Linked DNA regions of Mus musculus: regions 1, 3, 4 and 5 are each linked to region 2. The links are chromatin contacts, called in public HiChIP or PLAC-seq and promoter capture Hi-C maps. All regions are on one chromosome and are shown on one strand. The core of a region is the stretch at or near the end of the contact, and the rest is flanking DNA. Distances in the headings are between cores, read along the strand shown. Region 1 holds the start of Susd6 (sushi domain containing 6). Region 2 holds the start of Synj2bp (synaptojanin 2 binding protein). Region 3 holds the start of Ccdc177 (coiled-coil domain containing 177). Region 4 has its middle 29 kb from the start of Smoc1. Region 5 holds the start of Slc10a1 (solute carrier family 10 (sodium/bile acid cotransporter family), member 1).

The links. Promoter capture Hi-C pulls out the DNA fragments that hold promoters and counts their contacts. HiChIP or PLAC-seq counts read pairs in DNA pulled down with a chosen protein or histone mark. Capture Hi-C pulls out chosen DNA fragments and counts their contacts.
Region 1: a contact with region 2 is called in a promoter capture Hi-C map of hippocampal neurons, with 3 times the contacts expected there. The contact joins the promoter of Susd6 here to the promoter of Synj2bp in region 2. A contact is called at or near these places in 2 of 39 promoter capture datasets (hippocampal neurons and liver) and 2 of 115 datasets of contacts at active chromatin or transcription factors (extraembryonic endoderm stem cells and pancreatic cancer cells).
Region 3: a promoter capture Hi-C map of liver shows a contact between it and region 2. The contact joins the promoter of Ccdc177 here to the promoter of Synj2bp in region 2. A contact is called at or near these places in 3 of 39 promoter capture datasets (hippocampal neurons, liver and stem cell-derived epiblast-like cells), 1 of 115 datasets of contacts at active chromatin or transcription factors (bone marrow-derived macrophages) and 1 of 9 other capture datasets (liver).
Region 4: an H3K4me3 HiChIP or PLAC-seq map of embryonic stem cells shows a contact between it and region 2, with 4 times the contacts expected there. The contact joins the enhancer-like site here to the promoter of Synj2bp in region 2. A contact is called at or near these places in 9 of 39 promoter capture datasets (3T3-L1-derived adipocytes, cranial neural crest, embryonic stem cells and 4 more), 6 of 484 Hi-C or Micro-C datasets (the HL-1 cell line, adipose-derived mesenchymal stem cells and embryonic stem cells), 13 of 115 datasets of contacts at active chromatin or transcription factors (the NIH/3T3 cell line, the SCID.adh cell line, T-cell acute lymphoblastic leukemia and 6 more) and 1 of 9 other capture datasets (embryonic stem cells).
Region 5: a promoter capture Hi-C map of hippocampal neurons shows a contact between it and region 2, with 9 times the contacts expected there. The contact joins the promoter of Slc10a1 here to the promoter of Synj2bp in region 2. A contact is called at or near these places in 13 of 39 promoter capture datasets (the 3T3-L1 cell line, 3T3-L1-derived adipocytes, the C10 cell line and 8 more), 1 of 15 datasets of contacts at CTCF or cohesin (the NIH/3T3 cell line), 5 of 115 datasets of contacts at active chromatin or transcription factors (embryonic hindbrain, embryonic stem cells, kidney and 1 more) and 1 of 9 other capture datasets (pancreatic islet).

Annotation. Positions count from the first base shown.
Region 1 is chr12:80,789,108-80,794,844 of GRCm38.p6, forward strand. It overlaps Susd6 (sushi domain containing 6), which reads left to right and starts at 1,425. Exons shown (of 6, transcript NM_178682.4): 1 at 1,425-1,708.
Region 2 is chr12:81,531,534-81,537,015 of GRCm38.p6, forward strand. Synj2bp (synaptojanin 2 binding protein) reads right to left here and starts at 1,378. Exons shown (of 4, transcript NM_025292.7): 1 at 1,183-1,378. The coding sequence starts at 1,246. It overlaps Gm20498 (predicted gene 20498), which reads right to left and starts at 1,378. Exons shown (of 6, transcript NM_001309848.1): 1 at 1,183-1,378. The coding sequence starts at 1,246.
Region 3 is chr12:80,756,335-80,762,394 of GRCm38.p6, forward strand. Ccdc177 (coiled-coil domain containing 177) reads right to left here and starts at 4,381. Exons shown (of 2, transcript NM_001008423.2): 1 at 4,063-4,381; 2 at 1-3,192. The coding sequence starts at 3,164. The coding sequence ends at 1,044.
Region 4 is chr12:80,994,990-81,000,429 of GRCm38.p6, forward strand. No RefSeq gene overlaps it. Among named protein-coding and RNA genes, the nearest start is that of Smoc1, 29 kb to the right of the region's middle. Within about 2 kb of position 4,077, at least 50 of the 459 cell types and tissues checked have an H3K27ac peak or open chromatin away from gene starts, as enhancers often do. A contact at or near this core is called in embryonic forebrain, where this site is marked.
Region 5 is chr12:80,963,367-80,969,417 of GRCm38.p6, forward strand. Slc10a1 (solute carrier family 10 (sodium/bile acid cotransporter family), member 1) reads right to left here and starts at 4,713. Exons shown (of 4, transcript NM_011387.2): 1 at 4,223-4,713. The coding sequence starts at 4,578.

The sequences.
Region 1 (5,737 bases), core at 175-2,674, 740 kb before region 2:
AGAAGAAGAAGAAGAAGAAGAAGAAAGAAGAGGAGGAAGAGGAAGAAGAAGAAGAGGAGGAGGAGGAGGAGAACTGAGAAGAAGAAGAAGAAGAAGAAGAAGAAGAAGAAGAAAGAAGAGGAGGAAGAGGAAGAAGAAGAGGAGGAGGAGGAGAACTGAGAAGAAGAAGAAGAAAGAAGAGGAAGAGGAAGAAGAAGAAGAGGAGGAGGAGGAGAACGAAGAAGAAGAAGAAGAAGAAGAAGAAGAAGAAGAAGAAGAAGAAAAAGAAGAAGAAGAAGAAACAAAAAACTCCAGTAGATCCTAGGTAGGGCACTTGCACAGATAAAAGAAAAGGCTGGGCATGGTGGGGCACACCTTTAATCCCAGCACTTGGGAGGCAGAGGCAGTCGGATCTCTGAGTTCGAGGTCAGCCTGGTCTACAGAGTGAGTTCCAGGACAACCAAGGCTACACAGAGAAACCCTGTCTCGAAATAAATAAATAAATAAATAAATAAATAAATAAATAGAAATAAAAAGAAAGAAAGAAAAAAAAAAGAAAAGGCTAACAGGCCTTCTTAATTTATGAGTCACTGATTTTCAAGGAGTGCTTCAACATTTATTGAGCACCTCTAAGACAGGCCAAGTACCTAGTACCAAGTACCTAGGCACAAAGAGATAGTTCCTACTGTCATATGGCCACCCCTCTGTAGTGAGAGTCACTGTTAAATGGATGCAGCTGACCAGTGCTCAATTTGCTCACCTAAGACGCGCTTGAAAGCAATTCAAGGAGGCTCAGAAGCAGAGCAAAAAGCTAGGGGCCAAGCCTGCAGCTCTAGGTTCCCCAGGCCTCGCTGGAATGTCAGTTTCCTCCATTTAAGATCTGCCAGGTGTTTTTGAGTGCGCAGAAATAGCACTCAGGGACACCCATTAAAAAGATTCCTGAAGCCCACCCCAGCGTTATAGAATCAGAATGGCCTGATCTACATTTCCACCCCCACCTAACCCCCTCGGGACACTTTTGAGATAGTTAAGTTACACACCCTAACCTAGAGTACAGCTTAATAGGGAGATAATAACCTGCTTTGAAGATAGGTCAGGCAAGCGATTCAAGACCTAAATGGGCGACGTGTGTAGAAGAGGCTCTTAAACAACAGTATACTTCCTTGCAAATGACAGTAATTAAAACATCCAAATAATAACCAAACAATAACAGTAAAAGAACCGGAGGGCCCTCTAGGAAGGTGGCTTAACTAGAGTATTACAGCCAGAGCAGTTCGAGTGACTGTCTCTTTAAGGTTCCCTCCCCCCGCCGCCAGGGGCGTGTCAGACAAGGTCAGAGGCGCGTGCGCGTGACTCCTCGGGGCGGTCGCAGCGGCGCGACGCCTGCGCTTGTTGCGTGCGTGCCTGACCCCGCCCAGGCCTCGTCCCTGCCCTGCCCCCTCTGCGGGGCCTCCCCCGCCCGCGTCGTACAGCTGGGCCAGTGACGCTGGCGCAGCCGTCGCCACCGCCGCCGCGTTCCATCCTCAGGAGCCGGCCACCGCTCGCGTCCTCGTCCTCGTCCTCCTCCTTCGTCAGCGCCCGGCCGCGTGAGCCAGACCAGGGCACGCGAGGCGTCGCGGGGGACCCGACAGGGAGTGCAGGCAGGCGGGCGCGCTCAGCGGCGGAGCGGGTTCGGCGACGCGGGAGCTGCTAGCGCCCCCTTTCCCGGAGGTCTCGGCGCCGCTCCCGGGTGAGTTGTCACCGCCGCCCGGGCTGGAGGGGCCGGCTTTGTGTCAGCGGCGCGCGGGGCCGGTTGTCAGGGCACTGGCGGGCAAGCACTTCCTCAGGGACGCGGGCCTTCTGCGCGGCCGCCTGCTACCGCGCCGGCCGGTGTCAGCACTGCGAGCCGCGCGGGAGTAGCCGGGTCGGGCCGCTCCGAGGGCGGCGGCGTGGTTGTGCCGGTGCCCGAGAGCGGAGAGCAGATCGGGCTCGGTGGAGCGCGCTGCAAGGCGGAGGCCCTCCAGTCCAGCGAAGCCGCGGTTCCGCACGGCGGGACCGGCTTGGCCGAGGTGGGTTTCCTGAGGAAACCTTGCAGCCGCTCGCCTGTGCGCGGGAGCGTTCTGGAGCCCCAGCGCCTGGTCGCCTCTTCAGTCGCAAAAACTTTTCTTATTATGTGGGCTGAAACTTGCCGAACCCATTTCCTGTTTTGTTTCGGTTTTACTGTAACTACATATAGACTTTCTTACTTGTGAGACTGATGGTCCCTCCCGGGACAGCCACCATGGTGGAAAAACTTACCTGTAACGGAATTGGGAGGGCAGCAAGGCCGGGGATCCCAAAGAGGCATTAAGTTCATTGGGAACTTTACATTAGTTCAGCAGAGGCCCAATGTTGTTGCCACACACTTCTTTGGTGACAAGGTAGTGTGCTGCCCTTTGTTGCTCTTGTTGGTTGGGGTTCGAAGAGAGGTGCGGGGACATTATCCTTTTCAGTTAAGCCATGGGTATTTAGTCCTTTCTAGATCTGCAAGATCCGCAGTGACTTTCCACTTTTCACTGGTCAATCGGTTTTTGGTGTTAGAATCCCTTTGGTTAATAATAATAATAATAAAATCACACATACACACACACACACACACACACACACACACACACACACACTTTTGTGCTCTGGGAATTCTACACCCAGGCTGTCACCATCTAGTGGAGACTAGTAGAGACATGCCCTTGGCTTTGACTTCTTAGTTTTCTGAGCTTTGCATTTTTCATTAGATGCACATTCAAGTAGAAATGAGAACTGTCTTGAGTTGGGGGTGGGAGTGGATTCCTGTATTTCAATAAAGGAATCACTTCATAAGGTGGTGATACTGTGGAAAACTTGTTGAGGGTTTATTGTGTCCCAAGCTAAATTCATTTAGCGTGTGTGAGTTTGAGTGTGTGAACTTGTGCTGGTGTGGAGGTCAAAGAACAAACTGCAGGAGCCAGTTTTCTACCTCCCAGCAATTGAACTCTGGTGATCACGTCTGGTGCTTCTCCACTCTGAGCTATCACACTGGCCCAAGTTTCACTTTTGATCTCATGTAATAATATTTGAGGTAGGGCCGATATTATCCTTATTTTTTCAGTTGAGATGAAAGTTACACATGTTAAATAATGTAAGCCACAAATGTAAGTTCTGGAGTGTCTAGATTCTTCTCAAAACACCACTGTTTGAGGCTCTTTCTCTGATGATAAGCATCCCTAACTTGCTCCTGGAAGCCCAGTAATGGTAGGTTGCACAATACTAGTTCACTTTTTTTTTTAAATTTCATATCATACACAGCATATGCCAGTCGTTACCTGGTTTTATAGATACTGGGATGATTAAAACTGAAACCAGACAGATTTTCATGGTGCTCAACTTTTAATTTAGTTTATTTTGATTTATGGTGTTAGTTTTCATTACTGTTTGCTGCTTTTTGTTTGTTTTTTGTTTTTTCGAAACAGGGTTTCTCTGTATAGCCCTGGCTGTCCTGGAACTCACTTTGTAGACCAGGCTGGCCTCAAACTCAGAAATCCGCCTACCTCTGCCTCCCGAGTGCTGAGATTAAAGGTGTGAGCCACCATGCCTGGCTCACTGTTTGCTGCTTAAGGAACTTTGTACCCATTAAGTTTAAAAGGAAGAACAGTTATCAGTTCGAGACTGACCCTGTAGATGGGATTCCTGTCTACAGAGGGACTCTGGATATTGTAGTAGGAATGAGAGAGGAAAAAAATCCTCACCTTCTGCTATAGAAAAGGCTCAGGGTATGCAGTCCTGAGAGCAAGCCCACCAGGTGTCAGTTTGACTTGTTGAGTCCAGCTTCTCCAGAGCCAGCATTCAAGCTCACTGAAAAGAGAAAGCCAGGTAAAAAGGTCCTGCAGCCTGGTAGGTGGCAAGACCTCAGCACTCTGTGGTTTCCTGCCCGGTCTCCATGGTGTGGCGATTGAACTGGAGCACTTATGTAATGATGCATCTTCTGACAGGGGATTTCCTCCTCTACTGTGTCTGGGGCCTCGGTTCCTGCTTCACTGCTTCCTACACACACACACACACACACACACACACACACACACACACACACGAGAACACGTGCCCTCCAAAGGTACTAATTCACTTGGCTTCTAAAAGTAAGACTTTTTACAAGTTTATTATTACTAGTAAGCATTATTTTACACACATTATGTTTGTCCATTTCTCACATTAAAACTTGCTTTTGGTTGTGCATGTCTGTAATCAGTATTGGGGAGACCTGAGGTAGGGTCATGACTTCCAGCCAGCCTGGGTACACATACAGTGAAACCCTGTGCCAAAATCAGATGACAAAAAAACCAAAAACAAAGAAACCAAAAAACCCCCAACAACCAAAAGACACCCTTGACCACCAAAACATCCTTTACTCTCATATTTCTCCTGTGCTTTTTTTCTGTATTTTTAGCTCTCTTGACACCTGCTCACTACTGGTATCCTCTGTAGGCTTAGAGAAACAATAAAGTATCTTAAAATTTCAGTTAGGGAGCTGTGGAGATGGCTTAGTGATTGAGTGCTTGCTGTTCAATGTCCAAATTCCGAGGACTGGAATTTGTTTTTTAGCACCCAGCCAGTTCACAGCCATTCATAACTTCACAGTTTTAGGGTACTTGATGCCCTTTTCTGGGCTGAATGCACACAGACACCTGTGCATAATCATTAAAATCTTAAAATATTTGTTGAGACTGGGCATGGTGGCAGATGCCTTTATTCCAGCATTGGGAGGCAGAGGCAGAGTTCAAGGCCAGTTTGAACATAGTGAGTTCTAGGACAGCCAGTACTAAAAAGTGAGACCTTGTGTAAAAACCAAGAGAAAAGTTAAAGATTCACCGGGGAACATGATTTTCCTCATTTCAGTACCAACCAGGTGATTTGGGAGAATAAAGTAGAACCTCTGCTGGCAGTGAAGGAAAGCCAAAGAACACGGTGGGTGCTTGCTTGTGTTTTACCTTGCTTTCCCCTTTACCAAGTGATAGTTCATGAGAGGAAGTGGTGGTCCAGATAGCCCACTGTCTGCCACACATAAAACATTTTACTGAGCTCTTGGATTGGCATGTGATCTAGTTGGAGCTGATGAACAAAATTCATTTTCCTTCCTCTATCTGCCTTGAACTCATGGGATTCCTGCTGGGAACATTCTCTCAAGTAGTAGGAGAATGGAGGAAAAAAGTGATAAAGGAAACACACACACACACTTTAAAAGCAAGAATTGCTGTGTTGCAGAGTTGAATGTGAAGATTATGATATTTGGGTTAAGGGCAAACATTGAAACAAAATATGTGACAAGAAATTCTTTTGGTTTCTTTGAAGATTCTATCTATGCCGAGATCACTCTCAGTCTCAGTCCATTTTCTGTTATTGTAACAAAAAAACCTGAGATGTGGTAAATCATTAAGAAGGGAAGCTTAGCTGGGCGGTGGCGCATGCCTTTAATCCCAGCACTTGGGAGGCAGAGGCAGGCAGATTTCTGAGTTCGAGGCCAGCCTGGTCTACAGCAGATTGAGTTCCAGGACAGCCAAGGCTACACAGAGGAAAACCTGTCTCGAAAAAAAAAAAAAAGAAGGGAAGCTTATTTGGCTCACAGCAAGTTGAAGAGCTTGGCACCAGTGTCTTACATCATAACATGGCACAGGGTATCACATGGTAAAATCTTGGCAACTGCTAATGTATCCATCCACCTTCTAGTCCTACCTCCAAATAGAATATGAATACATGAATTTGAGGATTTTCT
Region 2 (5,482 bases), core at 128-2,627:
TATTCAACTCTTGGAATACAGTATCTAACAGAACTTACTGGAGTCAGTTTAGCCATTCACTCACTAATGACAACAGTAACAAATACACACTGCTTACCATATATCAAGACATTGTCCTAAATATTTTCCAGAGAGCAAGTGGCTTCATCCTAACACTATATGTGAAACGCTTCATTTCATAACTGTCTCCATGTTACAGAAAAGAAACTACAAGAATCCATCAGTTAAGTTATTCTGCCAATACATTAAAACAAGCCAAAAAAAAAAAAGCAACAACAACAAAAAACTGGTAAGATGTTAGATTTAAAACAAAAAACAAAAACAAAAAATCTTGGCTCTAAGTGGTGAACCCTAAACCTAAAATGTTAAGGCCATAAAGAAAACTGCAAAGCCTAAGGAAGGCAGTGACACGATGTAGTAATCCAGCTATGAGCATCCATGAGGAAGACCACACAGCAACGCTAAATGGGAATTTTCCTGTCAGAATCACATGAAGTGTTTGTTTCAAGAATTGTTTGATCCACACTGAATCCAAATTTCTAAAGGTGAGACTAGAAAACAACATTTTCATTTCAATATTTTGCTAAAAAGTAAAAACGAAAACGCCCAAGTAATGGTGGTCAAGTGTGGCCAGGTCTGAAAACTTCTGTAAAAGGTCTCCGCCCGCTTTAGCATTCCAGTTGATATGGTAAATTGATTCCGCAAAAATGCAGGCAGGGACCCTAGCACCGGAGAAACTGTGAGACACTCAGAAACACACACACACACACACACACACACACACACACACACACACACACACACACCGCCGTTCGCTGCTCCTGTTTTTACCTGAACGGGCCCTCGGCGAAGAAACAAGGATGGAGCAAGCAACTGAATAACGGATACGGCGGCTCCCACACGCTGGCTAAACAGCGGGCTTTTTCCTGGTCTTGGCTATTGCCACCAACAGCAAGAAACCCGTCCTGGCCATAAACGCCTGTGGTAATCCGACTGGATTATGGGGCAGAGTCCTTGGGTCCGTTATCTAGCTAACAAAAGATGCCAATGGACTCTTTGCTCCGTGCCCGATAGCGTTCTGGGAAGCCGCTCGGTCGGGGCCTGCCTGCTCTCCAGCCAGGTAAACCCGGCTCCGCCAAAGCAAGGGACGCAGCAATTACTCCCTCCATGTCCCGCGCCTACCCGAAGGTCCTCTCGTCAGGTTGATCTCTTCCTCCGTGACTAAATAATCCACCCGTCCGTTCATATCTGACTGCTCTCCGGCCGGAAACCCCGGGTCAGCGGGTGGCCAGAGCAGGTGAAGGTGAATCAAGCTCCGCGCTGCCTCCCCAGCATAGCTTTTACAGTTTCCTCAGCGGTCAGACCGGAAAAGGAAACCGCGGGCACTGGGAACGTGGAGGATGCTGGGAGTGGTGGTTCTCTGAGCCCACCAGCGTTTTCCGGTACCTCGCACTGTTCTCAAGGCCGATCCTGAGGAGCCATGAGCAAAGAGAGGTATAATGCTCGCTTACACTGGAAGAGCATGGGGAAGGAGAGAGGGTAATAATGGTATGAGATAGAATTACATTGATACGTTTGACATTTTAAATAAAAATCTCAAAATATCTACAAATGTGTGTGTGTGTGTGTGTGTGTGTGTGTGTGTGTGTGTGTGTGTGTGAGAGAGATCTTTTATGAGCCTCAAACCACTCTATGAAAGGCATCATAGGCAAAGTACTAATGAGATTGCATACTTGGGTGGGAAATTGTAACCTTTTGTGCAATACAGATGAAATCCAATGTGATGCCCCATGTAAGAAAACTTGGTAACACTGCTTCAAGTTCCTTCGTTAGCAGTCCCCGTGTTAGTTAATAAAATGTATCCAAATAAAAAAATGAAACCTCCCCCCATCTCTCCTTCTCCCCCTCCCCTCCTCCTCCTCCCCACTCCCTTTCCCTCCCCCTCCCCTTCCCCCTCCCCCTCCCCCCCCTCTCTCTCTCTCTCTCTCTCTCATCAAGCAAGTGTTCACTGCTTAAAGCAAGGCACCTGGGCTGACACACATGACAGGAAGTGAGGATTTCCCTGATATTTACATCTGAGAGCATTGTTTTCCAGGGCCTTATGCACAAGATTTCTTAACTTAGACCTGACAAGACTCTTACTTAACTTTTAAATAGATGTATATATCCCTGGCTTGCATTTAATAATAGGCCTATCTAACTTAAGAAATGTGTACACATATACAGAGGAAAGATAATCATAGGCTTGTTCAAGAAAAATCCTCCAAGCAAAAGGAGGTGAAATGTCCTTTTCACAAAATGATTGCAAGACTTAAGATGTGACTTTCCAGCCCATCTTGACTTTTAAGATCGGACATTCCAAACAGAGGTGAAGAAACTTTCAGGTATCAAAACTACAAAGGCCTTAAGGACCAGGAAGGTGACCATAAATATGTATGGTGACTCAAGGGACTCCTGTGGTGTTAAGAGAATCAAAGACTGCATAATCAGACTATGGTATTCAAAGTTATGGCTAAAAGCCAAGCCAGCAACTCAGGTTTATTAAAACAAGTCAGAGGTGGATTCTATAGGAATGAGACAGGACAAGAAGGCAGGGAACCTGAGGCATGAGGGGAGAAGGATCCTGTCATCTCCAGGTCTGATTAAAATCTCTTGCCGGGCTGCTGAGATAGCTCAGCAGGTAAGAGCACTGACGGCTCTTCCAAAGGTCATGAGTTCAAATCCCAGCAACCATATGGTGGCTCACAACCATCTGTAACAAGATCTGATACCCTTTTCTGGAGTGTCTGAAGTCAGCTACAGTGTACTTACATATTAAGAAAGAAAAGGTAGGAAGGAAGGAAGGAAGGAAGGAAGGAAGGAAGGAAGGAAGGAAGGAAGGAAGGAAAAAATTACCCATTTAAAAAAAAAAAAAAACTCTTGCCAACTGAGCAAGCATTCTAGCACATTGAGCAGCATTTGCTGTAAAGGCTGCTGACATAGACTTAATATTTCTTCCCTGCATAGATAATGTATATAAAATTGTCAATGTCCTAAGCCTAAAACCTCAATGTGTATGGCTCTAGGTGGACAGGAACTTCATTCCTTTCTCTAGAAATTGCCTGAGAATCTTAAACCACGTGTAACATGTCCTACCTTCCTTTATTTGTAGAACTACACCTCAACTCTGTCAACTGTACCTGTCAGGTGCCCCTCCACAACCATCTACTAGTAAGACAGTGACTTCAAACTCCACGTAAACCTCATAGATAACTACTTTAAAAGCAATGAACACATAGCCATGCTTTTTATTGTCCCTTACTATCTTTTGAGTGCTTTGTTTTCTAATCCTCATCTGTGATGTTTTATGCTTGGCCTAGGGAGTGGCACTATTATGAGGTGTGGCTTTGTTATAAGAAGTGTGTCACTGTGGGGGTGGACTTTGAGAGACTGGGATTGCACTGAATCTGTACATTGCCTTTGATAGAATTATCATTTTCACAATATTCTACCAATTCATGAGTATGGATAGTTTTTCTGTTTTCTAGTAGCTCCCTGAATTCCTTCCTTCAGAGATTTAAAGTTTTCCTTCTACTTCCTTGGTTAGATTTAGTTGTAGGGTTGTTGTTGTTGTTGCTGCTGCTGCTGCTGCTGCTGCTGTTGTTGTTGTTTTACTTTTATTCACTTTACAGCCTGATCACTGCCCCCATTTCTGGTTACCCTCTCCCATAGTCCTTCCCCAATGCCCCCTCTCCTTCTCCTCTGAGAGGGTGGAGGCCCCCCTGGTTATCCTTCCACCCTGGCACATCAAGTCTTTGCAGGGCTAGGTGCATCCTCTCCCACTGAAGCCAGACAAGACAGCCCAGCTAGAAGAATATATCCCACAGACAGGCAACAGCTTTTAGGATAGCATCCATTCCAGTTGAAGACCAAGCTGCACATCTGTTCCATATGTGCAAGGGGACCTAAGTCCAGCCCATGTATGCTCTTTGGTTGGTGGTTCAGTCTCTGAGAGCTTGGGTCTGTTGACACTTTTGGCCTTCCTATGGAGTTCCATCCCCTTTGGAGCCCACAAGCCTTCCCTCAACTCTTCCATAAGAGTCCTCAAGCTCTATTCACTGTTTGGCTGAAGGTCTCTGCAATCATCTGAGTCAGCTACTGGGTGGAGCCTCTTAGAGAACATCCATGCTAGACTCATGTTTGCAAGCATGACAGAGTATCGCTAATAGTATCAAGGATTGGTGCTTGCCCATGAGATGGGTCTCTAGTTGGGCCACTTATTGCTTGGTCATTCTGTAGTCTCTGCTTCATCTCCAGTCCCTGCGTTTCTTGTAGGCAGGTTAAATTTTGGGTCAAAGGTTTTGTGGCTGGGTTGGTGTCTCTATCACTCCACTGGGGTTCTTGCCTGGCTACAGGAGGTGGTCTCTTCAGGTTCCATATATCAAATGCTGTGAGCTAAGGTCATCCCCATTGATTCTTAAACAAGTCTACCCCAGGTCTCTAGCATGTCCACAAGTTCCCCCACATACACCTTCCCACCCTCATCAGTTGCAGATTTGCATTGGTTCTCGTGATGATCTGGCCATCTCTCCTGCCTGTCCCCACACTCAATCCTGAACCTCCCATCCCCTTCCCCATCCCCTCACCCACACAGTTCCCTCCCTCCATCTGCCTCCTATGACTGTTTTATTTCCCCTTCTAAGTGAAATTCAAGCATCCTCACTCATCCACTAGAAAGTAGGGTTTGTTCAATATACAAAAATCCATCAACATTATCCAACAATATAAACAAACTGAAAGAAAAGAAATCATATGATTTCTGTGAATATGCTTGACCCAGGGAGAGGCTTTATTAGAAGGTGTGGCCTTGTCAGAGAAGTGTGTCACTGTTGGGGTGGGCAATGAAACCACGCTAACCACATTTAAGGCAGTTGTCTCCTACCAGCCTTCAGATGCAGGTGTAAAACTCTCAGCTCCTCCTGCACCATTCCTGTCTGGACACTGCCGTGCTCAGGCCTTGATGATAATGAACTGAACCTCTGAACCTGTAAGCCAGCCCCAATTAAATGTCATCCTTATAACAGTTGCCTTGGTCATGATGTCTGTTCCCAGGAGTAAAACCCTAAGACAATCTCATTAGATACTGATAAAGCCTTTGACAAAATTCAACACCCCTTCATGTTCAAAGTTTTGGAGTGATCAGGGATACAAGGCACATACCTAAACGTGATCAAAGCAATATACAGCAAGCCAATAGTCAACATCAAACTAAATGGAGAGAAATTAAAGCAATTCCACAAAAATCAGGCAAGGCTGCCCACTCTCTCCATATCTATTCAATATAGTACTTGAAGTTCTAACCAGAGCAGTCAGACAAATAAAGGAAATCAAGGGATACAAATTGGAAAGGAAGAAGTCAAAGTATCGCCGTATACAGATAATATGATAGTATACATAAATGACTCCAAAAATTCTACCAGAGAACTCTTACAGCTGATAAACA
Region 3 (6,060 bases), core at 3,131-5,630, 770 kb before region 2:
ACCAACAATAGCACAGCTCCACACAGGCAATTCTAGCCCTTCAGCCACCACAGGCAAGCAGCCAAGGATCCTAAATTGTCTTCAGAACGCTGAACTAAGTCACAGAGGGGATCCTACACACTCCAGGGCTCGCCCTCCAGACTGCATTCAAGGCTGGAGCTTTAAGCAAGAGTGGCCTGGGCAGGCACAGAAGGTAGCTCTACTTCGTAAGGCAGCGGCTTCTGTCTGCAGGAGCTGGCCCCACACAGGGAAGTGGGCATCAGACACTGCCTCCACTTACGTATTCACCTTCCATGGAAGCCTCATGGGGTGGAACACTGCTGCCTAAGGAAACCATCACCTCCAGGGGTCTGGAGGTTGGAGGGCTTCCATTAAAGCTAAGCAGCCTCACCGATCCAGCCCCTTCCCTACACCACTTGGGAGAATAAGGGATTATTATCTGTAGATGATTGTCTAACTAGAAAGCCAAGGGACTCAACTGAAAATATTTTGGGAACAGGATAATTTGTTCACGTGTCCAATTCACAGTCTAGCGATAGCTTTTGTAGTCGCTTGTGCATGAACTAACATCTTAGACGAGCTGTGCTTTCTTGGGAAACTTTCAAGTCCTGTGCAACTTGTATTTTCAAAGATAGAGAGGTAAGTCTGGGAGATATTCCCTCCGCTGCTGCTACTTAAATCGTCTTGAACACAATTGTTAGAAAGATGCCCAAGGCAGCTGTGGCAGAGAGCCCCACGTTGGCCTCTGTGCTCTCTCCTACAGGGACCTTCCTCCTCCCAGCTACTTTCTATTCCAACCCAAAGACACCAGTGGATGTGGGTAGATTGTGCCATGTCGTTTCCAAATGGAGTAAGTCTGTAAAACAATGGTGACAGATGGAAAAATACCATGTCTGCCTTCTCAGTGCCTCATTAATGGTTCATTAGTCTGGAGAGTTCATAGTGTGGCAACTGGACTGGAGAAGCCTGGAGTTTGGTCAAGGTGACTAAGAGAGAGGCCACACCTGGCCATATCCAGCAGCACGGTCTGTCCAGGGCGGCTGTCATTTGCGGTCCAGGCTGGCATGTAGCTGGGCCTCTCGCACCATGCGGTCAAAAGAGCGCGTGTTGGTCTCCTCCCGCACCTTCTCCCGCACATGGAAGGAGGCCCGGGCCGTGGAGCGAGCGCTCTCCAGCGCGCTTCGCCGTTCTCGAGAGAGCTGCTCACTGCGCTCCAGCTTGCGCCCAATGGCCTGCAGCAGCTCGCGGCGGCGGCAGTCTTCGTCTCTCTCTACCTTCTCCTTGTTGGCACGCTGGGCCCTCTCCTTTTCCAGGCGGGTCTGAACCACGCGCCGGGCCTTCTGCTGCACAGCCTCTTCGGCCACCTGCGCCGCGTGCTGCAGCCGTCGTTCTCCCGCCCGCGCCAGCGCCTCCAAGTGCGCCTGATGCTCCCGCTCTTTGCGCTCGGCCGCTTCCTTCGCCCGCCGACCCTGGAGCTCCTCTCTCCGCGCGCGCTCCCGCAGCTCCCGGGCGCGCTGTTCCTGCAGCTGCTCGTAGTTCTCTTGCGCGCGGCCCAAGCTGGCCTCCAGGGAGCTCCGCAGGCCCTCCCGCTCCTCCTGCTGCTGCCGGACTCGGCCTCTAAGCAGCGCCTCGTGGCGCGCCCGCTCGGCCCGGCTCAGCTCGCGCTTCTCGCGCTGCAGTTGGCCCTCTTGCCGCTCTCGGGCGCGCGCCGCCCGCTGGGCGCGCTCCCGGCGGACCAGCTCCGCGCGCTCCCGCCCCTCTTGCCGGCCCTCCTCCCTCTGCTTCAGGTTCTGCTCCTGCTGCAGCTTGCGCAGCCGGTCGTCCCGCGCGGCGCGTTCCACCCGCTCCCGCCGCAGCAGTCCCTGACGCTCCGCCAGCTCCCGCCGCCGCTCCTCGCTGCGCTCGCACTGCTGCTGCCGCCTCCGCGCGGCCTCGCGCTCCTCCCGGCCCCGGCGACCGCGCCGCTCCTCCACCTGCGCCGCCCAGGCCCGCCGGCCCCGCTCCAGCGCGCGCTGCTTCTCTCGCTCCTCGCGCTCCCGCCGCTGTTCGGCGCGCACGCGCTGCTGCTCCCACTGGCCGTGGGCCGCGGCGCGCTGCTCCAGCAACAGGCGCTCTTCCTGGTGCCGGGCCAGCATGAGGGCGGCGATCTTGCGGTCGCGCTCGGGTACCCCGCGCAGGCCTCGCTCGGCGCGCACTTGGCGGACGATGCGCTCCACATGCTGGGCTGTCTGCGGCGAGTGGCTCAGGTCTCCGAGGCTGAAGCTGCGGGCCGTGAGCGGAACCAGAGCAAGGGCCGAAGGGCGGCCCAGTGGGTTAGGTGCAGACGACGCCGAGCCCGCGGGGCAGCTGTTCCTGGCGGAAGCTCGAGGTGGCCAGCGAAGCTCCCGAAGGCTCTCCCCGCTGTAGGACGACGACGAGGCCCCGGACTCGGAGCTCAGGGCACCGTCCCTCCGGCGGGAGAGCGAGTCCAGCGAGTGGCTCTTTCTACCTGTCCGAGAACCGGCGGGCGGAGGCCGGCTCCTGGCGGGGGGACTGGGAGAAGTCCTTCGAGCAACTCGCGAGGCGGGCGAGGCCGGGAGGCTGCTGCTGCTGCTGCAGCTGCTGCTGCTGCCCCCGCTCAGGGCCGAGGCTGAGGCTGAGGCTGAGGCCGAGGCCGGGGCTGCCGCCGGACCCTTCGGTGTGAACAGGCGCCGCTTCTCCTCGCGCATGATGCGCTCGCGCTCGGCGCGGCACTGCTGCAGTTTGGCCAGGCGCTCCGCCTCGTAGGCCTCGTACAGGCCGGTGGCCACGCGCATGGAGCGGCCCGGGGCCTCGCGCACCAGGTCGGCCAGGGCCCGAGGCAGCAGCTCCACGGGCTTGACCGCGCATCGGGCGCAGGCCTCCAGAGAGCGGGGGCTGGTCAGGACGTAGCGGCTGCCCTCTGCCTCGGGGCAGGCGAAATTGAAGAGATCGAGGTGCAGCAACGGAGACTGCTCCCGACGTCCACCTTCTGCCCCGCAGGGGACTTCAGCCTTACGGGGCGCCGCCGCGGAGGCGGAGGCCGAGGAGGCAGCCGGCTGCTGGGCTCCCTGGGCATCGGGGGGCTCGGACGCTGTGGCCTCATCCCCTTCAGAGCCACCGGGCTCCGCTCCCTCTTTCTCCTCTTCTGGCACCGGGTCCACCATAGCTGAACCTCGTTCTTTGTTGGAGTCCCTGAGATGACAGAGGGGCGGGGGGACATAGAGGATCTGTGAGCTGTTCCTCCCTCCTCAGCCATATTTACCCCTCCCAACTTAATCCGATTTCAGATTAGGCTCAGGGGCCTGATGGAACGTAAATCCTAAAACTGATGCCCCAAAAACTCAGGCTGGGCAGTTGCGGTGGGGGGACGCTGGGCCTTAGACAGCAGCCTCAGTCTCCCTCAGACCTAGAATGCAGGGCCTTTCAGGAGACCACATTGGCGTGAGGCCCACTAGCTGCATCCCCTTCCTGCAAAGATTGAAGTGCAAGGAAGGCTGCAGCCAGCGAGGGAGGCGCTGGAGGATTCCCCGGAGGATTAGCTATTTGTTTGTAGCTTAGGCGGGCTGCTGGGATGCAGCTTTGCAAGAACACAAAAGGGGAAGGGGCCTGTGCATGCCAAAGTGCATTGCTGCGAGGGCCCCAGTTGCCTAGGAAGAAGTTTATGGTTGATTTCTCTCTACCAAAAGGACCCGGAGCGCAGGGCCCCCGGGAGATGGAAGGGCTGAAAAGAGTCTCCAAAGGCTTCTCCGAGTGGAGTGATGGATTCTTTCTCCAGCCTCTCCAGCGGGGCTTGCTGGGAGCTCTCTGCCTTCCTCTTCCTCCAGCCCCCACCCGGTGTTTGCTCAAGATGCACAAGGCACCTGAATCCTCCCAGATGCACCCGATCTCCAAGGCCGAATGTGTAGTTAAAGGTACCATCAACCCCAGTATGGTGGACTCAGACATCAGCCGCTGATGCTCACCAGTTTCCGCACCGCATCTCAGGGGAGTGGGCTCTTAGAGCGCCGTAAACCCTGCCGCTCCATTCTGGGAGCTGCTAGGTCTCCGAGCGGGTTCACTTACCCCAGGTCCGGGCTCCGGCCCCCTTGCCGAGGGCTTTTGTTCGCCTCTCGCTGCTCTCCCCGGCGCCTCTTCAGTCCCTGCGCCGGCGGGGTCGGGTTACTGCCGGCTGCAGCAGCCAGCGTCTCTCCATGGGAGACTACGAACTGGGAGCACACATCCCAGACGCTACCTACCCGGGGGAGGGGGAGTGCGACAAAGTCTCCCTAAAATAACGTAGCTCTGCTCCCTTGCTCACAACTGATTCTTAAAAAAGGAAGCTGGGTTCTTCCCTCGCCTCTGCATCCATCTCCACCTCTACCGCCAAGGTACCGCAGGTCTCTCGCTGCTCCTGGCGCCTCCTGGTGGCCACTTAAGGGTATTCATTTCTTTGCTTAGAGGACGACAAAGCAATTAAAAATACAGTAACTACACATGTATGCATATAAATGAATGCATGCATACATACGTAATACAGAGAGATGTGGACATAGCAGTTATCACCAGAAATCTAGTCTTTGGGCACCTTAGGCGGGTACAATGAAGGAATCAGTATATTTCTCAAAGGGATCTTAAGCAGACCAACAAGTCAGCAAGTAATTGGGTAGAAAGAGGGCACCTGGTCCAAATAGTGATTTTTATTTATTTAAGGAAAGCTAAGATGGGAGAACGAATGAGAACAAAGAATGATGCCACATTATGAAATTGCCATTACCTTGTTTGCTCACCTAAATAACTAAAAACAGTCGACAAAAACACACGGGTTCAGGCGGCAGAACACAAGTGACCAGCGGATGCTGCTTCCGAGTCGCTAGTTTCATACGATGAGACTGATCCTGATCGATGCCATGTAATGAGTGCTTTTTGATGACACCTCATCCTACCCTTCCATCGTGAGTGGTAGTGGCCAAAGACATCCCAGATTAGAATCCTCCAAGGAATGGGGGGGGGGGGGAGGTGTAGCATTAGAGAGTGTGGTGAACTATGATGCTAAAGAATCCGAAGGGCTGGTTGGTGGTGATGCCCGCCTTTGATCCCAGCACTCAGGAGGCAGAGGCAGGTGGAGCTCTGTGAGTTCAAGACCAGCCTGAGCTACAGAGTTCCAGGACAGCCAGGGCTACACAGAGAAACTAAACAAGCAAACAAAGGAAACCATGAGGGGAAAGTAAAGTTTTTGTTTTGTTTTGTTTTGTTTTGTTTTGTTTTGTTTTGGAAAGGGAAGGTTTTGAACAAGGAAATAATGCCGCAGATAGACTTTTTAGGAACATAACTCTAGCAACAACAGGGCAAGGCCCAAGAGACTAAGGAAGCAGTTGGGGAGGCACTGCAGGTACCCAGCACAGGGAATGTTGGAACCAGAAAGGGAGCGGTGGTAGGAAAGGAGGAAGGTGGGGGTTTGTAAATACAGTGGAAGGAACCACACTCAAAGCTTGGCTCTAGTGTGTGAAGTGAGGGATCAAGGATGGCTGCCTGGAGCAGTGGGATGCTGAGACAGACAGACAGACAGACAGACAGACAGACAGACACGGAAAGCGTGGATCCAGGAGGGAAGATTAGCTGGTATGGAATGCCAGTTATGGGCAGTTGCCCCTCTCCGTCATTAGAGTAGGACCATCCAACAGGTGGCTGGTTAAGTCATACTAGAGGTCTGGACTGGAACTAGATCGAGGATGTCACCATCTATGTAAGGTCCCTGTGATGGCTAGTTTTCTGTCCACTTGACACATGCTAGAGTCATTTAAGAAGAGGTGACCTCAACTGAGAAAATGCACCCCCAGACTACTCTGAAGGCAAGACTTGCATTTTCTTAATTAGCGATTGATGAGGGGGTGCCTGCCCATTGTGGGTGGTTTCACCTCTGGTGATTCTGGAGTGTGTAAGAAAGCAGGCTGAGTAAGCGTTCAGGAGCAAGCCAGTAAGCAGCAGCCTCTCGTCTTCTTACCTTGAGTTCCTGCCCTGACTTCCGCTTTCTCTCTCTCTCTTTCTTCCTTTCTTTCTTTCTTCCTTTCTTTCTTTCAAGAT
Region 4 (5,440 bases), core at 2,827-5,326, 530 kb before region 2:
TGATGGAAACAGATGCAGAGGCCCATAGGCAAACATTAGGTGGAGCTTGAGGAGTCTTGTGAAAGAGTCAATGGAAGGATTGAGGGAGCCAGAGGGTTCAAGGACAACACAAAAAAGACCTACAGAGTCAACTAGCCTAGGCTCATGGGGGCTCACAGAGTTTAAACCACCAACCAAAGAGCATGTGTGGCCTGGACCTAGGCCCCTATACATATGGAGCAGCTGTGCAGCTTGGTCTCCATGTGAGTCCCCTAACAATGGCCAGAAATGTTGTAGGGTTTAGTTGGGGTTTGCCTGCTTCCCCCTCACAATAGGACTGAAGCTGAATATCATGGGAAGATAACAAGAGAAATAAGGTGTCCCCTGACCACATCACATCAGCACGGCCTGTTGCTTGTGATGTTGGCCTTGGCCACACGTTAGATCTGTTAGGATCTGTCTGGTTTGTCCAGTGTGATGTTGCTTTGCCTGTAGCCTGTTTCATACTGTGCTTTGGAAGGGAGCCACTGTGTCCGTCCCATCCTAACCACAATGTCCTGTTTTTAACCAACGGGTGTTATGTTCCTGCCTCTTGAGGGTACAGTAGTTCCCTAATTATGTGGCTTCTGAGTGGGAGAGTTTTCTCCTCTGCAATATTATTTCATCAGTTGTAAGTGAAGATTCCTAGGCTTCTTTTTCCTTTTTCTCTGTATTTGTGGTATTTTGCTGTCATGTATATCTGTGCATCATATGTGTGCTTGATACCTGTAGAGGCCAGAAGAGGGAGTCAGATCCTCAGAATCAGGAGTTACAGATGGTTGTAAACCACCATGTGGGTGCTGGGAATCAAACCTTGGTCCTCTGGAGGAGCAGCCAACACTCTTAACTGCTGAACCTCTAGCCCCTACCTATGTCTTATTTTTGAGATAGGGTCTCATGTATCCCAGGCTGTCCTCAAAGTCCCTGTGTGGCTAAGGAGGACCGAAAGCTCCTGGTCCTCCTACCTCCATCTCCCGGGATTACAGGTGGCACCACGTTCAGTTTACGGGATGTTGGAGATAGAGCCCAGGGCTTCGTGCATGTTAGGCAAGCACGATACCAAAGCCACATCCCAGACACACTCTTTGAGTTACTACATAATATCACATTGCTCTGTTGCTCAAACTGTGACACCTGTGGGCATTGGGAGGTCTTGACAGTGCCCTGTGGCATATTTCCACCATGACAGTGCCAGTGGTGTGTTCCCACCATGAGAGTGTGTCTGTGATGTATTTCCACCAACATGGTCACCTGGAGTTTTCAGCTGATGTGAGCAATTAATTTCTTCTTGTCAGTTTATGCTAAGAGTCCTATCACTTATAACTAGATGATTCTTTTCTCTTCTTCTTCTTCTTCTTCTTCTTCTTCTTCTTCTTCTTCTTCTTCTTCTTCTTCTTCTTCTTCTTCTTCTTTCTCCTCCTCCTCCTTTTTTTCTTCCTTCTCTTCTCTTCTCTTCTCTTCTCCTTCTCCTTCTCCTTCTCCTTCTCCTTCTCCTTCTCCTTCTCCTTCTCCTTCTCCTTCTCCTTCTCCTTCTCCTTCTCCTTCTCCTTCTCCTTCTCCTTCTCCTTCTCTTCTCTTCTCTTCTCTTCTCTTCTCTTCTCTTCTCTTCTCTTCCATTTTCTTTTCCCCAACAGAAGGTTTCTTTGTCCTAGAACTTGCTCTGTAGACCAGGCTGGCCTGGAACTCAGAGATCTGCCTGTCTCTGTCTCCCGAGCACTGGGATCAAAGGCATGCACCATCACTGCTGGGCAAGAAGATTCTTAACCTATCTTAAGAGGAGAGATGGTTTTTGGTTGTGCTACTTGTGAAAAACTACATGTCACTCACCTTTTTCTAAAGTCGGGCAGGTACTGGAAGGTGCAGATTCTCTCTCAGGCTGTAGTGATCATTTTACTGGGCTCTACAACCATTTCAGGAAGCTTGGGGCCATGTGCAGCTCAAATTTAAGCCAGTGATCTTGGCAAGTCACTTAGCCCCTGAGCTATAAAAGAGGTGACATTATGGGCTGACAAGATGGCTCAGCAGGTCAAGGCACTTGCTGCTTGAGCCTGGTGACCTGAGTTCGATCCCTGGAGTGCATGGATAGATGAAAGGAGAAAAGTGACCACATAACATTGCCCTCTGACCTCCAGAACCAAGTCAGCCATGCATGTGTGCCCCCTACACATCATGAATGCATACCATGATAACCAATTTTTAAAAAGAGATGACTACATCATTGGGATGTGATCTGCTGGCTAAGTGTTTACTGTTGTCTGGTGACTATAATGAGTTAACGTCTGCACTGTTCCCCTTCTCTAAGTCAGAGAGAATGCAGAGACCAGAAGCAAAGGCCATGCTGCAGGTGGAGATCTGGGAGGATGTTTCTGGGCACCCAGCATCTTCCCAGGGCTCTGCCTCATGAGCAAGGTAGGAAGACTATGTATGGATAAGGGGATTGGAAGGGGCTGGTCCTGAGAGATGAAAGAGGTTCATCGTTCTCTAAAGGTGGTCAGGCAGACTCACAAAAAGGACAGTTGCTTCTACTGGGGACTTGGCAAGTATCAGGAGGTTTGTTATTACTTAATTTATCCTCGTAAACCCTCTGTGTTATAAGTGGAGGAACTGAGGCACACAGGGCCTCGGAAAGTTCACCAGGGCCACAGCATCAGTACGTGGGGCAGCAAGGCTTTTGTACCCTGCCACATGCTCGGCACCGTGTGCACTATGCACCCTGTGTATAGTTTCTCCATGTTCTCCATAGCCCTTTGAGCGTGGTGTGATGGACTCTGCCATGCACCTGAGGACTCAGATTTATATAGTTTGCCCAAGGCTATAATTTTACAGGGGCCATGATTCAAATGTGAATTTCCATCTTGCAGGTGCCTGGGGGGTATCAGACAGGGGAGGAGGCCAGGATGACCTTTCCCCTCAGTCACAGTCTTAGGAAGTCATGCAAATGCCTGCCTCATGTCTTTGATTTGTAGCAGGAGTGGGAGGGTGTGTGTGGGAGTGTGTGTGTGGGAGTGTGTGTGTGTGACAGATTTAGACCCAGATGTCAATTTGGGAAAACACTTGAGGATTTGATTTTTTTAAAATAGCCCTCTAAATTGTGGTGTTGGGGAAAAAACAATTACCACCGCCTAAGCAAATGGGGCAAACAATCTTAAAAAACAAAAAAGGGGGGAGCACATTAAATCAGTTGTGGGAAAGCTCATGATGGTGTATTTTGCAGCTGTTTTAAAATATCACATTTTCAAAGACTATGAACGTACAAAAACTCCCTGATGTAAATAAAGGCAGGAGATACAACCAGATACACAATATGACTCTAATTATACAATGATAATTTTATTCATGACTTCTTATGCTCAAAGAAGACAACTAAGGGAAAATACTTGGTAGAGCTGATGGTTTGTTTTGGGCTGTGACATTAAAGGCTATTTAAATTGCTTTAATTATTTTGTTATGCACTTGCCAAATGTTTCACGAAACTGCCCCTCTCCATTTTGGGGTTGAAAATCATCGATGTGGCTTGCAAAACAAGGCATTTTAAAGATGGGGAAACTGAGTTTCAGATCCTCATGAGCAAGGTGGCTCAGGCCAATAGTAAGCCAGGTGTGTTTGCCCAGCTGGTCCTAGCCTATGCAAGGGGGTGCATACGTCTCCCACAGGCACGAGGGAGTGATGGCGCAGGAACTTGTGGCACCCTCCCCCAGGGGCACAGCTGGAGCGAAGCGAGGTGTGGGGGAGCAGCACTGGAGTGGGGGCTGGGTGGAAGCAAAGATTGGGGAACCTTTCAGAAATGGAAACCAGATGAGCCGTTCAAAGGGGAGCAAATTCTCCACGGCGCCCTCCTTTGTTGCGAGCGTGTGAGGCGGCGGCAGCTGCGCGCCTCGCTCCCAGCCCATGGCTCGATGGGGCGGACACGGATAACTGCATTAGATGCACTCAGCTCTTTTCAATAAAACGCTCTTGTTGAAGGCACAATAGGGGGAACGGGGCAGCAACCCCAGGCCGGGCTGGGGGCACCCTGCGTCCCCCTGGAGAGCGGAGAGCACACTCATTTTTCAGGCTCAGCTAATTGGCATTGGACCCGCTGCGCGGTTCCAAAGGAGAGGCAGGCTGCTCAAGTCCACTGTCACCGGAAATGAGGCCGTCCTCCACTCGGATCGTGGGTCTTTAGACGCAACCCAACCGCGGTGCAGCTGGCCCTGTAGGAGGTTCAGATGCCCTACGGAAGACAAAGAGGCCTGAAGGTTCTCCTAAGGGTTTCAGCTCCAAACACCCGGGAAAGAAGCAAGTGACAGCTCTAGGTATCAAATACAGTTTCCAGGCTGGGCCACTTCATGTGTGATGACCCAACTGTCACACCTTTTAAGTAGACTTATTTATTTATTTAATTATTAAGACAGGGTCTCTCTATGTAGTCCTGGGTGTCCTAAAACTCTCTAGGTAGACCAAGCTGGTCTTGAACTCCTAGCGATCCGCCTACCTCTTTTTATTCATTTTAAAAATCAGAATGTTTTCGCCAACCCCAGCACAGACTAGAGGACTGCTTTAACTCCAAATGCAATGTTTACCCATCTTTACAGATGTGCAAATCCAGGCTGGAAAGGCTGCAGGCTTGCTGAAATTGTACACCTGGAGTTTGAACCCAGGTGTGTATGACTTTAAAGCTGGGTGTTTGGCACTGTTGACATTTTAGCTGGGGTCTTTCTTGTGAGGGCTGTCTTGTGTGTGTCTGGATGTTTGACAGCATCCTTGGCCTCTGCCCTTCAGGTGTGACCCCATCCCCCCATGAGTTCAGATTTAGTCAAAAGCCACCCTCCCTTGGGGGAGCTGCCCTTGTTTAAATGGGAGAGCCACCATTTAAAGCACTCCTAACCTGCTGCGTGTGCTGGCAAGCGAGCCTTCTCTGGGCTCATTAATTTAATCTTTTTCGAAACAATAGAATTCCTCTTGGATTCTTAAACATCAGTCCTGTGGTTTGCAGAGCATGTGGCGGAAAGGGTGATTGGAATTAGACAAGGCCAAATTTCATACCGAATCTGAAGGAGCCCAGAGTGCAAGGAAACTTGACTTGGGTGTCTGTCTGCCCACATCCTCACAGGCCCCAATGGGCTAAGAGTGGCCACAGTCCCTCCAACTGTCCCCTTCGTTTCTCTTTACTAAGACTGTCTCAAGCCAGCGCTGGGCACTGGAAGAGCCTAAAACATCAGAGAAAGTCCTGGTGAAGGGTGGCATGAGGGAAGTGGACACTGCCAGGGCAAAAATAGAGCCTTAACCTGGCACTGAAATAAGTAAGGAGGGGACCTCATGTGGGGCAGCCTGTCCTGTTGCTGGTCCACTATTACTAGGAAGACCGTATAACCTGATTTTCACTTCTGACTGCAACTTGTGAGTGATTCTAAAATAGTCACCTCTATTCCCCAACCTACTA
Region 5 (6,051 bases), core at 3,463-5,962, 560 kb before region 2:
AGATTAGAAGTTCAAGGTTGTCTATGGTTACATAGTTGAATTCAAAGCTAGCCTGGGCTACAAGAGACTCCTGTCTCAAACATCCTAAAACATAACAAAACAGAAATGTATTAAAATGTCCTTGGAGATGGGGGAGCCAAATCCAGGGACGTATTCTCTTAGAGGTGTCACAGAATGAGGCAGAAGCAAAGTCTGAAGGCTTCTGTGCAGACTATTGGTCTCTCTGTGGAAGACTGACTTATAAATTGTCTCTCTGTCTTCATGTCCGGAGAAATCATGCTTGCTTTGGCTTGGTGTGTCAGGAGTTCTGGAGTCTGTTCTGAGACTCTCTATCTTGTACCCTTTGGTGTATGGAGCAATATTCCTCTGCAATCACTGGTACCCCAGGGCTGTCAAAGGTATCCGTCCCCAACCCACTGGCATCTGTGACTGTTGTGATCTTCAGTTTACCCTGATGAGCCTGGATGGGAGATGACCTCCAGGTTCCAGCCTCTGAGACTGGAATCACCACACACTGTGGACCTGGTGTCTGGTTATGGTGGGATGGATGACGTGTTTGTATTTTGATTTTTTTTTTCTTTTCTACATATGTTGTTCTTGTTTGTTTTTGCTTTTTCAGACAGAATCTTATGTGTAGTGGAGGGTGTCCTTGAACACCTGATGCCTCTGCCTTTACTTTTCCGGGGCTGGTATTACACCCTTGTGCTGCTATACCAGCCTTACTTTATAAGTTAGTTTGAGTTGGACTCAAGCATTCTCCTGCCTCAGACCCCAGGTAGCAAGGGTGACAGGCTTACACCACTGCACCCAGCCCCTTGCTTAAGATTGAGTGCATTGCCTAAGCCCTGCTTTAGGGAATCTGTAAACTCAGAAGGAATAGAAAGATCAGAGGCAACTTGCTGAGGACACTGGGAGGTGACCAGCCAGTCCCTACCGTGAGGCAGGAAATGTGTTAGGATCCCAGTGGCTTCCTGTGTGATACTGGGGAACTTGTAGGGATCCTTGGGTGGTGTCCAGGCCTTTTGCTTCCCTAGCCACTGGCTCTGGGCTCTGCTATGGGATCAGCAGATTAAAAGGAGCTGGGGAGTTTGAGGATGGCAAGAGTAACCCAGGCTGTACCCTAAGATGCTTACCTCAGCTAGGCATTTTCTCCTGCCTGAGCATCTTTGAGGACGGGGCTGCCCTGCTTGGTTGCCTGGTGGTCTCACCTCGGACTTAATCCATTTGGAAGACAGAATAAGGATGAGAGAGGGTCCTGAGCTGGCTCTGGACACAACTTTTGCTCAGATATTGGGAGATCTTTGGTAGGTTTTTTGACCTCTGTCTCCTAATGAGTAAAATGGAATAAGAGTCTCATCATTTACTTCTAACTCTGGGACATAATGGCCTTAAAAGAGAGGCCTCAGAGTAGGCCTTGGAGCCACACTTGACTCCTGGACACTGCTTGCTTTGCACAGCCTTTTAGATATATACGTATGACTTGATGCTGTTTGAAAATTTGGAGATTTCACCTAAAAATGGAGACTCAAGTCTTCTCTTGAAGAGAAGAAATCTTGGGGCTGGAGGGATGGCTCAGCTGCTAAAAGCACTGGCTGCCGTTCCTGGGGACCAGGGTTCAACTCCCAGGACCCACATGGTGACTCACAGCCATCTATGGCTCCAATTTCAGGAGAATCCAGTGTCCTCTTCTGGTTTCTGTGGGCACCAGGACACACACACACATGTCTTTACATACATTCAGGCAAAGCACTCATACCTATAAATATATTTTAAAAGGAAAAGCAGCTAGGCATGGTGGCACACGCCTTTAATCCCAGCACTTGGGAGGCAGAGGCATGTGGATCTCTGTGAGTTTGAAGCCAGTCTGGTCTACAAAGTGAGTCCAGGCCACAGCCAGGGTTCTGTTACACAGAGAGACCCTGTCTCAAAAAACCAAACCAAATCAACAACCAACAAACAAAGCTAAAGCAGAAAGCTGTGATGACAGTAGGTTCTCTCCTGTACAAGGCATATGTCTGATCAGAGAGGCCAGTGCCTTTGAGACTGGCAGGCAGCCTCCATTCACTCTGTCAATATACAGGATAGCTCTCAAGACGTCTGCAGACATACCAGTTCTAAAGCCAGCCAGCCAGCCCCTGGCTGAAAGTGTTAAGCCCTAGGACTTTCCTTATCTGTGAATGTGGTCATTTATGGCACTCCCTTCTGTATGTACCCCTTCATGTCAGCCGCCGAAACAAGGACCAGTGCAGGATGTATACAGTGGGCAACAAGAGTATTAAGAAAATAAAATTGCTGGGTGGTGGTGGCACACGAATTTAATCCCAACACTTGGGAAGCAGAGGCAGGTGGATTTCTGAGTTCAAGGCTAGCCTGGTCTACAAAGTGAGTTCCAGGACAGCCAGGGCTATACAGAGAAACCTCTCTCGAAAAACCAAAGAGAGAGAGAGAGAGAGAGAGAGAGAGAGAGAGAGAGAGAGAGAGAGAGAGAGAGAGAGAGAGAAAGAGAGAGAGAGAAGAATACTAGCTGCTCTGACAGATGGGTTTGATTCCTAGCACCCACATAGCTGCTTACAGAACTTACTAGAACTGTAACTCTAGTTCTAGGGGGATCCAGTGCCCTCTTCTGTCTCCCTTGGGCACTAGGCACACACGTCGTACACAGAGACATACATGCATACAAAATACCCGTACACATTTAAAAAAAAATGTAAGTTTAAAGATTGACTTTGTTGAAAAGAATGTTTGTTTAGTGAAGGTCCTTAGCTTTGCTGTCATTGCTGTAATAATGCATGTAGTCACTTTTCAGGACAACAGGGATTCAAAGTCTGTCTGGACATGATAATTATTCCCGCTCAGCCAGGTGGATCGGGGCATGGTTAATGTGTATGAGAACGATAAGTTTGCTTAGGAGGAAGAGACTGGGTCACACAGTTCCATCGGCTGCTTCCACAGATCCCCAGATTCCCCACCGTGCCCCCTTTCTGACTAATGTGACTACATAGTCCTGCACCAGAGCTGAGGTTTAACATCTTGGGACGTATAAGGTGCGACCAACCTTGCTTACAGGACAGCATGACTAATGCCTTGCCCCTCCTTCCAGTTGCCCTCCTGCTGTTTTGCCTCACCAGGAGAGGCTTCTAGGTAAGTTTTCTTTGTAAAGTTTAGGCACAGGCAAGGTATGCTCCCTTTGCGGTCCCTTCTCTACTTGACACTGAACAACTCCACTGAGAATCAGGCCTAGAGGAGACTGGCTTTGTGTCTGGAGTGAGTTCACCCATGCTGTGCACTGCCCGAGCAGGCTGAGAGGGGCCCCTCTCCTTGACATTCACTGCCACAGTCACAGCTGTGTGAAGGACAGATATTCCACCAAGCCCAAGGAGTCTGGCGCTTCACGAGTGCTACCTGATCAGGATGCTCTAGGCTCAGGCTGGTCTTTTTTTTTTTTTTTTTTGGTTTTTTGAGACAGGGTTTTACTGTATAGTCCTGACTGTCCTGGAACTCACTTTGTAGACCAGGCTGGCCTCAACTCAGAAATCCACCTGCCTCTGCCTCCCAAGTGCTGGGATTAAAGGCATGCACCACCACCACCTGGCTGCTCAGGCTGGTCTTAGCCTTCTCCCTTCTTGTTAGACTGAGTGGAGCCCAGCCTAACCTGGGCAATCGCTGGGGCCTCAATTCTACATAAAGTTTCTTTGGTTGGCAATCTCACCACATCTGACAACTCGGTAAAGGGTCTTAGCAGATACCTTGGATGCCCAGATACTGGAGAAGAGCCTTTGGAGTCTCTTCTCTGCAGGAAATTTAAGATGCTCGTTTGGTTCCAAGTCACCTTGGCCTTCCTGGAATGTTCTGGACCCATTATACCCTTGCTAGATTTTCAGCCTCAGAGCTGACACCCTGCCAGTCAGATGACTGTGGTTCTGAGGAACTCTTTCATCGAAATCTATTCTCCTTTACAGTGATCCTGTAGAGACTTCTGGGAGTTCAGGGGTGTCTAACATACCTCTGGACCAGCTTAATGTTTTTTTTTTCCCCCTGGGATTTAAACCAAAGAGATTCCAGAGGCTGCCCCAATTTAGCATAAACCTTTGACAATCAATGCCAAACTTAATCCAGCTCCTACGTCCCTCCCCGCTCCTGGCTCCAGCCTAGATCTTCTCTAGATCATGACATCTCGGCAGCACCCCATCCCACACCCTTTCCTCTTAACCCTCGGTCCTACCTGAGGTTCATGTCCCCCTTCATGGCCAGGGTGAAGAGGTTAGACAGGTTCCCCCCAGGAGAGCAGCCGCAGATGAGGATGGCCAGAGCCTCAATGCTGGTCAGATGAAAGACCTTGCCCAGAAGGAAAGCACTGAGGGGCATGATACCGTACTGGGCCACTATGGCGATGATCACCCCTTTGGGCTTCCAGAAGTGAGCCTTGATCTTGCTGAACTCCATGGTGCAGCCAAGCGAGAGCATGATGAGCAGCAACATAACTACCAGAATGACGCTGAGCGCAGTGTCTGTGGCCCGGTGGCCAAAGCCAGGCGGCAGGGAGAAATTGAAGGGGGCTGATACGTTGTGCGCCTCCATCCTCCGACCCAGTGAACACCACCTCACTCTCTGCTCCTGCCCTTCCTTGCCCAGTGCTGGCTGGATGTTTTCTTCAGTCCTCTTTCAGGACAGAGTTTCTGGACAAAATGTAGCTGTGGGCAAATAAAAGATTATGCAACCTGCAGAACCACGGTTGTGGTTATAAGACAGCCCATAACCTCATCTCCCCGGATCCCCTACTTTGCTTAAGTTTTCTGACCTCTGTGCCTGCCGAGTGGAGCTCGTACCCAGCACAGGGTTCATTCTTTACCCTGCTGAGCATGCTTCACTATAGCGTCTCTGAGACCCATCCAGGACCTGCAACAAAACATGTCCACCTTTCCCTTTAGTTCCTGCTTCTAGCTCAGTCTCGGAGACCTCAGGTTGTTTCCTGGGAAAAGGTGCCTTCCCTATCCTCAGTGAGTCACCATTTGTTCCCGAGAGAAAGAGACTGTTTCTGCCTTTGCCTTCCTCATCTAAGTGGCAAAGGCCAGAGGGCCATGGGACAGGATGGGGGGGCGATGTGGTGTTGCTGTCTTCAGGAGAGGCTGTGTCCATGACTGTCCTCCTCTGAGACCTTGCTTTGTGCCCATATCTAGACCATACGTGTCCTGTGGGGGTTGGGGTTGGTTGGGGGGTGGCACCATGAATCCCTGAAAGACTTACTTATCTCCAGAGGGGAAAAAACTTTCTGGGGTACGTTGGGCTCTTGGAAGCCTGGAGATTATCCAAAGCCCAGCTCACGAGAAACTCCAGCTGTGGAGAGTAACTAGCTGGTGCCTGAGGTATCCATAACTTGAGAGACTTCAGAGAAGGAAGTGAGGTTGTAGCAAGCTTGAGATGCACCAGGTAAAAAAAATAATTCCACTATTTTTTGGCCATATATAAAGCAAGCTCTATTAAATATTAAATACCAGCCAAGGGGTAGACTTTGGTCAGAACCAGTTCCTGAAATGTTTCAGCTAAGTGCCCTGAGACAGACATGTAGCGGGGGTTTCTAAAGACTAATCTATGCCAGGCGGTGGTGCCACACGCCTTTAATCCTAGCACTTGGGAGGAAGAGGCAGGCAGATTTCTGAGTTCGAGGCCAGCCTGGTCTACAGAGTGAGTTCCAGGATAGCCAGGGCTATACAGAGAAACCCTGTCTCGAAAAAAACAAAACAAAAAACCAAAAACAAACAAACAAACAAACAAACAAAGACTAATCTATAAACCACTTTCCCAAGAGGCATTGTTATTTTTCAAGAATGACAGCTTATAGCATTCTAGGAAGTTACCAGGTTTGTGGGCAGGTGGGGTGTGCAGGTTAATTTTAGGCATTGCAGATGAGTGGCCTTTTCTTACTGCACTCCCAATGGCTCTATTTTGCATGTTGGGCCTGTGGGTCTCATGATGGAAACCAGGTGGGAGGCATGCAACATCAGCAGCATTAGAGAGGCAGGTATGGCCATCCTGAGCTGAACTCCCCCGACT